Regions from separate parts of the Mus musculus genome. Here region 1 is linked to region 2. The links are chromatin contacts, called in public HiChIP or PLAC-seq maps. All regions are on one chromosome and are shown on one strand. Each heading gives the region's core, a stretch centred on a gene start, on an enhancer-like site or on the middle of the called end of the contact. The rest is flanking DNA. Distances are from core to core; before and after follow the strand shown.

Region 1 (2,815 bases), core at 286-2,785, 210 kb before region 2:
TGATCTGTGATATGAGAAAGACCCCGCCCGAATGACAAGTGCGGCATGCCCTTAGTATCTGTGGAGTGGTAAGAGTTGACCTCACAGGAATTGAAAGGGAAATGATTGTCAGAAGCTGGAGAGAGAGAGTAAGAGAGAGAAGCTATGGGGACAGGTTGATCAATGGGAAATAAATTAGTTAGGTAGGCGCAAAAAAAAAAAAAGTTCTGGCAGAAAAGAAAACAAACAACACCAATGAAAACCTCAAGAGAAAACCCAAGCAAACATACAAGCAAGCAAGAATGAGCAAACTGTCACAAGCACAAGCTCTGGTCTGCTGTTGAACAGTGAGGTATAGACAACAGCAATAGATTATACATTTCAAAAACCCAGAGAACGGATTTAACTGCTTTTACTGTAAGTATATGATGTTATTGGAAAGCCCTTTGTCAGTAAAATTCTTGCCATACAAGCATGAGGGCTTGGGTTTGGATCCCCAGCATCCCCATAAAAATCAGAGTATGGTGGTGCAGGCTTGTAGCCCCAGCCCTGGAGATGGAGACAGGAGGAGCCCCAGAGCTTGCTGGCCAGATCATCTAGCCAATCAGAAATGTACAGGCTCAGAGAGATCTTATCTCAAAAACTAAGGTGAAGGCCAACTGAGGTAAGACATCCAAAGTCAGTGTCTTGCCTCTATGTGCGCATGGACACCCATGCATGCCCCCCTACACACACATACACAAAAGAATCGATCAGTGCTTGAGTAGAGGGATATAGTTAATTAATTTCAACATTGTACATGTGTACTTATGCCAAAACATCACTATCCCATCACAATATGTGCCACTTAATGTTTTTATACAGTCATTATAAATCAACATGGTTAAACGTTTACAACTTTTGATAAACATCATTTCTTTGTTCTTTTAGAGTAAAATAGCAGCCAGAGCTCTTGTTTTCCAGAAAAAACACCATTACGTTGATCAGTCTCCTTGAACAAGGTAGTGTTGGTTGCAGCCCTGTGGGGACCCACAGAGTGGAACTGAAACTGCCTCCAGCCACTGCTGGTCACATCTTCAGAGATCTTCGCTGACTGGCGGCGCCATTGTAAGCCCCATGACTGACCTTGTTACAGAGCCACGTGGCTCAGAATCTCCAGGTTTTCTGATCCTTGGACGCTTTATTTCAGAGTGTGTTAGAGTCCTCCAGAGGAACAGAACTGGGCATATGTATGCATATATGCACGCGTGTGTGTGTATATGAGAGATGGGGTGGAGGGGGGGGGGGGAGAATGTGAGCGTATGTGGGGGAGTGGGAGGAAAGAATAGAGGGGGAGGGGCGTGTTATTTACTCATTACAGTGGTTGGTTCACAACACTGTGGAGGCTGACAGGCCCTGGGAGAAACAGTTGATAAATCGGAGACCCAGGGATCTCTTGGGTGCAGCCAGGAAGAATCTGAAGGCTAGAGAATACAGACTCAGTGCTGAAGCTCCAACCCAAACCCTGGCAAGACTGAGACCCAGGAAGGGCGGAGATTCTCTACCCTACCCTTACCCCCAAATCCCTTCTTGCTGCTCAAGCGCAATGTGGAGGAAGAACTACCATCTGTCCTAGAGTGCCTGCTTCTGACTGGGTAAGAGTTACTCATACTGGGGCGGGTGTTAGGCCACACTCAGTCCATCAATTGAAAAAAATCATGTGTTTAATTTTGTAGCAGTCTGAATTGCTGACCTGGGGCGGGGTGCTTGCTTTTCGGTTTCCTTTCTCTGACATCTTCTTTCCTGTGATACTATTGAGCAAAACCTGATGAGTCAACCTCTGTGTGACCCTGGTTTCAGTTCGCAGCAAGCAGCTGGTGTCTTAGAAGCTCAGCGGCAGGAACCGCCCGCACGCCTAGGTTTGTTCACTTGGGGCACAGTCTTTATGGAAGCCCTTTTGAAGATGGCGAAAGTACAGGGATTCAGGTTTCCCTAAGAGGACAGTGGTCACAGCCTGCTCCCTGGCTCTCTCTCCCTCTTCCTGTCATTGTCCTGGCTCTGTACTCCCCAGTCCTTATGGAAGAAAAGGAAACCAGATTTTAACAAAGGTGATAAAAATAAAGATGACCGAATCACTGCAGAGCTGATATTTTTATGTCAGTCACAATAGAAAGAATAAAGTGTAGTGTTCTTCATTTCCAGTGCAAATGAGTCATATGTTTGCACACGTGTGTGTGTGTGTGTGTGTGTGTGTGTGTGTGTGTGTGTGTTTGTGAGTGCATATGCAGGAAAATAAATTTAGTTAAAAGCATGAATTTACTTTGAATTAAGTTTTGCATTGTTAGAAGTCATGAGTCTGTGTTTGCTTTGCATACATATGTGTCCCTTCTGCATTCTTTACCGATTCATTAAAATTTGGGTGGAATTTTACAGGTTTGCAGAAAATAACTGAGTCTCCAGACTACAAAGTGAAGAATAGGGACCAATGAATGAATGCCTGGCTATAAAACCATCTGGGGTGCAGTCAGTTCGGCACAGTGTTTTGTGAGACCTGTTTGAGGATACTCAGACGTCTGATAATCCATCAGAATTATTATTCTACCTTCAAGAAAGGTACTGTGGGTGGCTCTCTCAGGGGCATGCAATAGTGTGGTGTTGAGTCCTAGTTAACTATGGATGGTTGAGGGATTATCTGCAGACTGAGTCCTAGTTAACTATCAATGGTTAAAGGATTATCTGCAGCTGGATACTTGATAAAAAGAGAATAAAACGGACTTTTGCTTATTTAAAAACAAATTTACCCTCTAAATAGTCTATGCAGCAATGCTTTTTGTACTGGAAGCAGGCAGAATAGAAG
Region 2 (2,796 bases), core at 59-2,558:
ACAGAGAGAGTCTCCAATAGAAGAACAACAGTTATTTGAACTAGCAGAGACACCGTCAAGGGCATATGAATTCTATAGCAAATGACAAGACACCAAGGCGCTAGAGAGCTTTCAAAGACAGTAGAAAGGATGACGTCAGATATATGAGACAATAAACGTTGTTCCCAGTAAATAATAGCAAGAGTAGCATCAGTCTGAGGCATAGCTGACAGCTGCTGGGATTATGTCCTTTCAGACATAGCATGGGCAGCAGCCTGTGCTAGTTTGTGACTCTGGTAGTTTTTGTGATCATTACTAACCAGGCAATCATGGAGAAGATGCTTTCTTCTTAGAACCTTCTGGCTTTATTTATGTTTTTGTGTTCTGAGTTAAGGTTCAGACACTAGTGTCAGCAAATACTTTATTTTAAACCTATTCCACAGCTGAAGAGTTTTCTCTACCCTATACCCATTTTCTGTATGTGCAGAATGTGGTCCACCAGACAGGACTGCTAGTCGGTGTTCACCAGGCTCTAGAAATAGACATTTTATAAGTTTCTTATAGAGTGCTGTCCAGGTAGATGGGATGGGCCATGGTGAGGCAGGGATGGACTATTTATTCAACACTGTTATATTCTTAACCCCATTCTACAGAACCAATTGGATGAGAAAGTTGGTCACATACAAGGCAGATTGGACAGTGACTCTCAAGATCTTGTCAGCTTCTCTCTCCTGGTTTTGGAGCTTGGCCTTCATATCTCGGAGCACCTACAGCTCTCTGGTGAAAGGATGGAGGTTGGGCTGCAGAGAAGCAGCCTTTTCCTCTCCACCTCTTTGGACTTAGCTTCCAACTCCTGAAGCACAGAGCTCACACCCAGAGATGTGTGCCTTTTCTAGTCAAGAATTCAAGAATTCTTTGGGTTCTTTCTGTGTGGCTCAGGTCTCCTATGCCTGTTGCTTGGTGCTTTCATGGGTCTCCACCATTCATTCCATCACATGGTCATGACACCCTAGCAACCATTGCAACAGTAAGTAATGACATCACCCTGATCTCTGACTCGTCTTCACAGGGTGCTCTTACCTTGCGTTGTCTGCCTACAAATTTCACTTTTATATGGGCAGCAGTTATAATGGACTGTGGGCCTATTCTCATTCATATGGTTTGTAATTGTGTATGTAATTACCATATTTTCAAGTGAATTCCTATTTGGGGATGCTGGAGACTAGAATTTATGTCCTGGGTTCAGGTACAATTTGGACCATGACTCAAGTTGATAGCTTCCCTGCACTTTCCATGCAGAGGACCTTTTCAGCAGGGTGCCCATGTGGCTTTATGTGGCTCTGTAGCGTCATAGAAACCAGACTGCATAGTTCCTTCTTAGGCTCACCCCATGTACTGTAGCAGAGGAGAAGAAAGTAAGCATGATTAAAAATCTTGCTTAGGAAAAGAAGGGAAACAAACGGTGGTGATTGTTTCACAGTAATTATCCTTTCCTGCTGGGAAGAACTCAGTTATCCTCTTTGGAAATCTTCAATAAGATGATATACCCTGATCATTGTTCTTATGGCTTCTGGCTTTGTCATTTGGCTCTTTCTGCTTTTTCTGTTTGTCTTCAAGTTAATGCTGAGCTGGACACTGAAGAGAGTGCTTCACTGTGGGGTAAGTATTCCTTCCGAGTGATGGCCTTGGTATAGAGCCCTTGCTTTAACCATTGGTCCATCCCTGTTTTTTGTAGACTGGGTTTGGGATGCCTTCAGCTGCACAAAAAGTCTTCAAGTTGTTTTGTCTCTCAGAAGTTCTGTGAGTATGAATGAGAAATATCTTTTATAGAGAAGACAGGGCTTGGGCCAGGAAGAGGAAATAATAGATGTTACCGTGAAAACTTAAAGCTCTCCAGCATGCCCTTGCCTGGCCCTGAGCTTAGGATGCTGCCAGTATAGATAACACCTGACAGTTAGAAGGTTGGTCTCCAGGGTGCTGATGTGAGGGGCAGTGAAGTCTCTGGGGAGAGGGGATGAGTGGAGATTGATGCAAGAGCCTTCGTCAGTGTTCTTTCTGGTTATTTCTCTTCTACACTTGCCCTTTCACACATTTAAGCCTTCTCTCCCTGGTGTTTAACTCCTTAATCTCATTTTCTCTGCCCAACCATATCCCTATTCTATCCATCTTAGTGACAACTTTAATGGTGGTTTATTTGGGAAAATGTCACTTCAGTTTTCGGCTAGTAGGCTTATGAAGTATGCATGCAGGACAGGGCACCACCCTAAGCCCCGCCAAGGCCATTGCTTTGCTACTTCTGTTAAATGCCTCTTTGATTTGGGGTACACATGTTGACTTTTGCTTTTTAAACCCTGCCTGGTTTCAGATCGTGAGTTCTGTCAACTTGTGAGACCACAAACAGAGAGCTAGGCTGCCCTTCACCAAGTGATGTATCCTTCCATCTCTGCTACTATTTATTATCTCTAACCTTGAATCATGGGCTAAAGGGGGAAGGATGAGGAATCAAACATTCCTATTTTCTCTGCGTTGCCGCTTCAGTCAGCAGGTCATCTGCCATTTAAGATCATAGTGTTTCCCTTTGACAGACTGTGCCACTGAAGAATAAATGCCACCAGCCCTTCAGTCTGTAGTGCCTAACTCTTCTGTGCATACTGCTTGATCACGTCTCCTGTGCCTTTGCAACGTGTTAAAAATTGTCTTGTAGCTCCCCAGTTTCAGGAGCTAGTTTTGGTGAGGTACACTTTTACATCTGTCTGCGTGTGACAGAAGGCATTTTAAAAGAACATACATCTAGACACACTTGCATTGACGTAGTTT

Evidence for each region. HiChIP or PLAC-seq counts read pairs in DNA pulled down with a chosen protein or histone mark.
Region 1: a contact with region 2 is called in an H3K27ac HiChIP or PLAC-seq map of microglia, with 8 times the contacts expected there. The contact joins the promoter of 4933432I03Rik here to the enhancer-like site in region 2. A contact is called at or near these places in 3 of 115 datasets of contacts at active chromatin or transcription factors (bone marrow-derived dendritic cells, memory CD8 T cells and microglia) and 2 of 9 other capture datasets (adipose tissue and liver).

Annotation. Positions count from the first base shown.
Region 1 is chr14:103,032,523-103,035,337 of GRCm38.p6, reverse strand. It overlaps 4933432I03Rik (RIKEN cDNA 4933432I03 gene), which reads left to right and starts at 1,535. Exons shown (of 3, transcript NR_045657.1): 1 at 1,535-1,613; 2 at 2,392-2,571.
Region 2 is chr14:102,821,228-102,824,023 of GRCm38.p6, reverse strand. It overlaps Gm34589 (a long non-coding RNA gene), which reads left to right. Exons shown (of 7, transcript XR_383704.1): 5 at 633-1,006; 6 at 1,597-1,638. Among named protein-coding and RNA genes, the nearest start is that of Gm34589, 12 kb to the left of the region's middle. Within about 2 kb of position 1,308, at least 2 of the 459 cell types and tissues checked have an H3K27ac peak or open chromatin away from gene starts, as enhancers often do. A contact at or near this core is called in microglia, where this site is marked.